Regions from separate parts of the Anas platyrhynchos genome. Here region 2 is linked to region 1. Evidence: chromatin contacts called from public Hi-C data. All regions are on one chromosome and are shown on one strand. The core of a region is the stretch at or near the end of the contact, and the rest is flanking DNA. Distances in the headings are between cores, read along the strand shown. Region 1 has its middle 13 kb from the start of ROR1. Region 2 has its middle 47 kb from the start of CACHD1.

Region 1 (3,836 bases), core at 599-3,098:
GAGGTCGATACAGATGTGCTGACAAGAAGCTCTTTATCTCATCTTCTGTACGGAGATGAGGTGTCTCTTCTGACACAGACCTTCTGCTGAATCCACGCTAACAGCTCTGCCAGCAGAGCCGTTTTGGTGCAGGGCATGTTAAAAACCCATGTTGAAGAATCCCGAGAGAACCTGAATAAACCTCGTGCAATCTGTCTGAGGAAGCAATGCTTGTGCTCGGGAGCTGGCCACAAATGGGCAGCAAAGATTGCTTTTACAATGAAAAATAGTGAAAAAAGGGAACCAAGCCACCAACCTGTTTTCCGTGTGCATGGAGATGGACCAGAGTACCTGGTGTGTGGTAGGGGATAGAGGAGAGGAGCTTTGGTCAGGGGGATCATTAAAAAACCTGGTGCCAAAGGTCAGCCTGAAACGTATCTGGTGTTGGGAGCACTGGGCAGCCCCCGGCTGTCCCCAGAAGTGCCCTGTGCAGACACTGGGCTCTCTGGGGGGCTCTCTGATTCCTGCTGCTCACAGGCAGCACAGAAGCCCAAGCTGTGTTGTGTCACTTCATGAAATACAAGGAAGGAGACACAGAAATCCAGCAAATGCTGCAGCTTCTGTGTTAACAGAAGAAAATGAAAAAACACTAAATCAAACCTGAGTTGTGTCTGAATGGAAGTTAAACATGGCCCAGCCCGCGTTCATTGCTTACATCCTCAGACGGTGAAAGGTGTATCAAAGGGACCTGTGCAACGCTGGCACCTCCAAGGGGTGAGCGGGATGCTCCGCTTGGGACTTTGATCTCTGTTGGACAGGATGCCTGGCTGGGGCTGGAGCGTGGCGGTGAAACCTGGAGCCTCCCACTTGTAAATCCTCGCTTGCAGCCTTTCTCTGGGTGGCACCAGCTGCACGTTACCTCCTTGCAGAGTCTCATGGGTCACTTCAGGCCATCTCCGTCTGGGATGGCAGAGAAGCATCAGTGGCACAGGACCAAAACTGGCCGCTTCTCACCTCTCCTGGCAAATCTCTGCCCCTTCCCCTGGTCCAGCTCAAAAGGGGTAGTGTGGGACCCCTCATTTTATTCAAGCAAGTCACTTCAGTGAGAGCTCCTTTCCTTTCTAACGCATGGACTTGCAAGGAGCGATTTCAGTCCTGTAATTAATTCCCTGAGATGTTTCCTGAGAGCACTTAGTGCTGGGCTGTGAGGAAAATGCCCCATCTCTGCTGCCCTGCCCCCGTCCCCTTCCTGATCTGCAGAGGATGTTCCCCATTGTTTGAGCAAGGTGCTGGGGTGCTAACGAAGGGCTCTGTTTTGGCACCACACATCAGGCATCGTTAGCACGGGCGCTGCTGGGACTTGTTGCCAAACGAATGGGTTTGCCAGCGCCAGCCGGGCGGCCGGGGAAGGGCAGCTGCAGTCAGCAAGGAAGCGTCCAAATTAACGCAGGGAGTCGCCTTGCTTCTGAGAGCCTGAAGACCAAGCCTAAATCTGCTTGACAGCTTCTTCTGGAGGGACACACATGGCGTGGAAACATTTGATCTCTCGGCCAGCTAATAACAAGCTTGAAAACAAAGTAAATCGGTGATTATAAAGTGCTCTGAGAGACAAAAGAAGGATTCACATTTACATCACAGAGCTTCAGCCTCTGCTTGTGCTGCCCTTGCCCCAGCCTGGTGGGGACACTTGGGTGGGTGAGGGCCAAGGGCTCAGAGCGGCCGCAGTGGAGCTGAGCTGTCTCGGGGCACTGCAGAGTCAGTGCCACCACCCCTGGTGACACCCGTGTGGGTTTGTCCCCGCCGTGTCGCTGGGTGGGACGCAGCTCAAGTGCCAGCGAGTTTACTGGGAACATGCAGAAAGTGAGGCAAAAGCGGCCGATTGCCAAAGGTAACTCCTATTGCTCTGACTAAGGGAGACTTCCTCTCTGAGCTACTAGGTTGGGTAATTCATAATTTTCTCAGGAAATTCACGTTTACCCTTGGGCTGGATTACAGCGTACTCCTTCCAAGTCATCGACTATGTGCAGCACCAGAGAAACGTGGTCGGCCCGCCCGGCACCTAATGGGCCGCGTTGGACAAAGACGTGGCAATGGAGGTGTTCGCAGAGACTCAGCCCCTCTGAGCATACAGATATTTGCATGAAAAATTACTCCTGCTCTTTCTTTGCTTCTCTTCAGGCTGACGCTACAGACTCCTGTCCCCAAGGAGCCCAATTAGATCCAGATGTCTCACTATTCGTACGTGTTTTAATCTCTACCCCAACTTTACGTAATGCAATATCTGATTTCTGCACGCAGCTCCCACCGCCCAAAAAATGAAAATATATCACAAGGTCTCCCTGACAAAAGCAAGCGGAGAGATTCGAGGAGTGGCAATCATTCAAGGAGTGGCAATCAGCACTACCTCCCCGATTTCTTGTCCCAGCCCCAGGCTGGGCGTTTCAGGGCTGGAGTTGCCCAAGGCCAGGGCAGGCGGCAGTGCTGAGGGCTCCAGGTTTGACTCACTGGTGGCGTGAGCCCCTGCAGCAAAGGCCAAACTCCTGTGCTGGAGGCAGAAAAGCTCTGAAGCCCCGTTGTTCTGGAGGACCTGACAGTGCTCCACCCAGACAGGCGGTTTCTCTCTAGATGGCAGTATTGGTAAGGAGTCTCAGGGCATTGTGACAGACCCTGGGTCTTGCTGCACCTCGGCTCTGTGTGATTGCAGCTGAAGTCCAGGAGTTCATTCACCAGCCAAAATCACACCTCCGAGGTCTTTAAGAGAGCACCCAGGCTGCAATGTGTTGTAAACCTGTATTTTAATTCTGTAAAATCAAATTTTCCTCTGTGGCTAAAAGATCAGATATGCTCACATGAAGCTTGATTACAGGGAATGAATTAGGTTTTAATTGGGATGAGGCCTCCTAGTGAGGAGCAACAGCCCAGATCTGATACTCAGCAGCACAACCTGGGCTTGTGCAACAGCAGGTGAGCAGAGCCAGTCCGCTCAGATGGATTTGTACAGGGTCTGAAGTTGTTATTAAATATCCACCCTCTCATTTCCAATGGTAGAGGCCCCTCCTGGCCGCCATCCCTCACAACGAAGGCACTGACACACCCGGGGTTGCACACCCACATCTGCACCACGTCCCTACACGTAGATGAGATGCGATAGCTGTCAGAGGATTTGGGCTGTGTCTAATACCATGGTGCTGCTTCAAATGACTCTGCACTAACTTAAAATCAATTTATATCCCTTGTCTCCTCCATAAAACCCATTCTGGAAGGACTGTTACAAAGCTTTCATGCTCTGATCCCTTGAGGCGCCTGTTTTGGTGGCACAGGGCAGTATTTAGACGTTCTGCACCTCAGTGCACAGTGCCAATGTGGGGTCATTCCTCCGCTCTTCCAGGCCCTGCAAACCTCCCTGCACCCACGGCAGAAAGAAAGGTGAAGGGAACAGTCAGTTGGAGGGGAATAATTGGGCAAATTGGGCTCCCTGTGTCCAGAGAGTGAGCACGTGAAGCTCTGAACCATTGGACTCCACGTTTCTCCACAGCTCCTCAGAGACAGGGGGGAGCTGGAGGGAAGCGGAGGAGTTTAGGAAGCTTGCAAGCAGAATGCTTGTGTTGTTTCTGGCACCAAATTACCCGTCATGTGCATCCCTTCACAATGACATTAACCTCCCATGGCAGGGCTGGAAGACCCTCAGAAACACTCCTCTCCACCGTTCCTGCTAAGGATGACCTGGTCAGCAGACCTGGCGGCAGCAAAGCTCGGGCTGCAGGCCGCAGCCACGAGCAAGGCGGAGCAGGATCCAGCCAGGCAGAATTAACCTGACAAATGCAGGCTGAATCTCTCCAGACAGCTGCTGCTGAAAG
Region 2 (3,836 bases), core at 615-3,114, 180 kb after region 1:
GTGTTCATGTTTCTTAAGGTGAGGCTTATCCTTTCAAATCCACTACCAGAAAATGCAGCACCTGTGGATGCAGCAGAAATGCCAAAAAAAAAAAAAAACAATATATCTTTGTATAGGCAAATGTTTTGCCATGTGTCAGAAAAAGCCTGCACCCAGAAGGTAGCATTGTCTCTCTTTGTTTGTTTGTTTGTTTGTTTGTTTTTGTTTTGTTTTGTTATTATTCATAAATAAATGCTCAGAATTTTTAAAACTCTTAACAAAGTTCTAGAACCTGTTAAACAAGTGAATTTGAATGGTGATGCAATTTTAATGAAGAAGCAGTGTTTTGAAAGAAACTATATATGGCCTGAGTTCAGCTACCTGAGCTTACAAACGACGTGGTGGTGAATGAGACCAGCAAAATCCGTGGGCTCTGGTGAGCAGAGCTGAGAGGGAACAGGGGGACGGGAAGCACTGATATGTTTGCTGTGACACACCAGCTGGTTTCTCGACCCTCCAAACTAAGCACAGTGCAGCCACTCGACAGATACTGGCTTTATTTCAAGGAAACAAACAAAAAACCAAAACTGTCTATTCAAACCATTCAGTGAAAGCAGCCAGAAACCTTAATTCAAGTCTGTTTCTCCTTCCCTGCTCAGATATTTCTGGAATGAAGGAAAAAACCTTCTTTCCCAAAGGAAAGTCCCTAAAAGTTCTCCGCCTCCAGAAACACCTCTTTCTGCCATTCCTTCCTGCTCTGCCCTCAGAGGAGCCCTTTAGCCAGGAATCCCGATCCTTGTTGGTTCCCATAGCAGGGGCACGGTGCTTCTCAACACAGTGGGGCAAGCTCCACTCCAGGGGTTGTAAAGGATGCTGGTGCCACACTTTTAGCACACTTTTAGGCTGACCAAACCCAGTGCTTCTGTTTTACAGTGCTCAGCCGCTGGAATGGATGGCCTGTAGGGCAGAAAAGTGTCAAGAGGCTGATCTTAAAGAAGTTCCCATCATTCTGAAAGCAGGAAAGCTGTGCTCTCAGGCCACCATAACCACGGGTCAGTGGCCTCTCCAAGTTCCTTTCCCATGTTCTTGTTATATTCTGCTGGGGGGAAATATATTGAATGTAAATGGGAATCAACCCCTACCTCTCTCCAAATACATGAGTTGTTTTTGCCAAGATGACTACTAGAGAGGGGGAAGGAGAGCAAATTCCTCCTCTGTTACAAAGTCAGCACCATTTTCCACTGAACAGATTCACGTTATACCGTGTAGGATCTGGATGAAAAATGATTTAAAAGGACCCCTGTTCCTTTGCAGAACTCCCTCCTGTTGAGCAGGACTGGATTTCTTCTCTGAAGTTTCACCAGCCAGCTCACGGGTCTTCTCCTGGTATTGCCAGGTAGCAAATTACAATGAACGTTGTGATTTCACTGCCACTATTTCAGAAAGAGCAACATAAGTCCAGGATGTTTTGGGTCTGTACCCTAAAGTGAGCAATTATTTTCTTTTTCCTGTTAGTGAATATTTTCAATTATTTAATTTCCTATGGAGACATTTGGCAAGCAGTTTCCTTCCCAGCTTCTGCCAGTAACTCTTGTTCCTAAATGAAACAAGTTCTTGGCCTACAGGAGCACAGCCAGGAAATTTGTCATTGTTGGGCCAAGTGATATTTTTATTTGACCTAATCAATGACATTTATTTCAGGCAATACATATTTTAAGGTCATTTATTATATTAATAAATAGCATGAGGAAACCAGTGAATTCAATATATAAATATATATATAGAAAAAACTAGGTCATTTTCATGATATATTTCGTTTTGTACTTCTAGGGTTGTACATGGCATCACTGTTGAAATATTTTGAAGCTAACTTCCAAACTAGCAGAGGGAGCCAGATTCTGTTTCTCAGTTCAGTTGCCTTTGCCTCCCTCCAGAATTTGGCAGCACTTGGCCTGCTGACAGTTGTCTGCAGGACACGAAGTTCTCAACCCCTGTAATACTAGTGCAGTGGATTCTTAACTCATTCTATTTCCAGACCCAAGCGATGTGGAGGTGTCTGGGACGTTAAGGATAAAATCTTGGCCCTGCTAAAGTTAAATTCTAATTCACTTTGGTGAAAACAGAATGTCATTGTATAATTTTTGCTCTGTGTCAGAAGGTGCAGGATCAGACTGCTTACAAACCCCAAATAAATAGCTTGTTTGTCTTCACAATACTTTTTATCTAGCTGTGCCTTCAATGCTCAGGTACAACTTCCCCTGGTTTCATCACGAATTCCAAGTGTGGAATGGAAGGAAATTGAAATCTGTAATGGAATTGTTTCCTTTTATGGGCACAGCTTTAAATATTGCTAAAAGCAAAAAGCCTCTGGCAAGCAGTTTTTGACATTTTACAGGAGTACCATGGCAAGGGAGGTTGGAAGGATATCAAAGAGACAAAAATACTGTTGATCACTGAGCGCAAGGCTCCATGTTTTTTTCATAACTGGTGTCTTCCTCTCACTTTCATTGGTACTTCCTGAAAAATAATAGACAGTAGTGGGATCACGGGGGATTTCACAGTTCAGACAGTGGGTGACTCAATGTTTTGTTATGTATAAAATTACATTGGTCCAGTATGTTTTGTTTACAATTTAGTCTGCCCCCCCAGTCAACTATTTTTATAGAAGCAGGAGCAATAAGAATGAGATAATGCAGAGCTTTAGGAGGGCGCCAAGTCAGACAAAGCTGGCTAGCTGGGAGTAGACAAGAGTCTGGGGCAAGTTTGCCAGGTTTTTGGTGGAGGCCAGCGAAGGGGATGCAATTTTTAATTTTCCTCCTTCCCACGAAAATACCTTGTTAAATAACCTTCAGCATTCCAAATTGTTTCAAAAGAAGTGCCCTAAGATGGGGTTCGGTGAAGTGGTCGGTGCTGGCTTTCGATGTTCTTGGCAGCTGTTAATTTTATGGTGATGGGGCCTTCGACCAGCCCCACCACCCCGAGCTGCTTGCTGCCCTGGCCTGTCCCACAGCCCGGCGAAGGAAGAGGCTCATCCTGGACAGTTAGATCACGTCAGCTTCTAGGGGACCCCAAGACTTTCTGTTTAAAGGATGACACTCCATGGGACACCCTCTCTGTAATGGCTGTGGTCCTGTCCCCTCCCTGACCCGCAGCCCTGGGGCCTGCCTGATCCTTCAGGGTCCCAGCTCAAGAAGCCAAACTGGGAGAAAAAGGATCCTTTTTTGTGTTTTATTTTCCCTTAGTTTTTGATGGTTTCCCTCTCAGTTCACAGCAGGATCAGATGAGCCCTGGGGAGGGACAGAAATGCGCAGACAAAAGCACAGCAGAAGGTGGGGTTACGGCAGCGCTGGCTCGGACTCTCTAAAGCTGCCAGGAAACCAAAGGTTCCTGTTTGGCCTTACCTTACGTAGGTTGCAACTTCTCTCACTTGGTTTAGAAGAAGATGAAGCAGGGATAGTCTAACCAAGGCAGGAACAAGGCTTGCAGTGTGAATAGCCCTCCCAGCAACGTGAAGAGCCATGAAGGAATCACAGTTAAATAGGCACTTTGCTTCACTTATGTTCAGTGTTTGTGTAGCAACCTCGAAACTAAGAGAGAAAACCCAGGCAAAAATGCCAAGTAGATTTTACAATACTCTACCTAATGGCAAAAATATTTCTTCCCTTCATAAGATTTGCTTTTTAAACAATTTTAAGCAACATTTTATTTTCATTGGCATAGAAGGAGAGGACAGAATGGTAAAATAATCCTTGCTTTTAGCAGCAGCAATGAGCAGACATACCAGTTTCTTGTGAAAGTTTCTTGCGCTCGTTGGAGCTTTGTTCACCTACTTCTTTCTGTCATTTGTCACCCATAAG

The links. Hi-C and Micro-C count contacts between places; a contact is called where the count stands out from the background.
Region 2: a contact with region 1 is called in a Hi-C map of liver, with 2.1 times the contacts expected there. The contact joins two enhancer-like sites. A contact is called at or near these places in 4 of 8 Hi-C or Micro-C datasets (liver, skeletal muscle and subcutaneous adipose tissue).

The regions. Positions count from the first base shown.
Region 1 is chr8:37,291,538-37,295,373 of IASCAAS_PekinDuck_T2T, forward strand. No RefSeq gene overlaps it. Among named protein-coding and RNA genes, the nearest start is that of ROR1, 13 kb to the right of the region's middle. Within about 2 kb of position 1,849, at least 1 of the 8 cell types and tissues checked has an H3K27ac peak or open chromatin away from gene starts, as enhancers often do. A contact at or near this core is called in subcutaneous adipose tissue, where this site is marked.
Region 2 is chr8:37,469,072-37,472,907 of IASCAAS_PekinDuck_T2T, forward strand. No RefSeq gene overlaps it. Among named protein-coding and RNA genes, the nearest start is that of CACHD1, 47 kb to the right of the region's middle. Within about 2 kb of position 1,865, at least 1 of the 8 cell types and tissues checked has an H3K27ac peak or open chromatin away from gene starts, as enhancers often do. A contact at or near this core is called in subcutaneous adipose tissue, where this site is marked.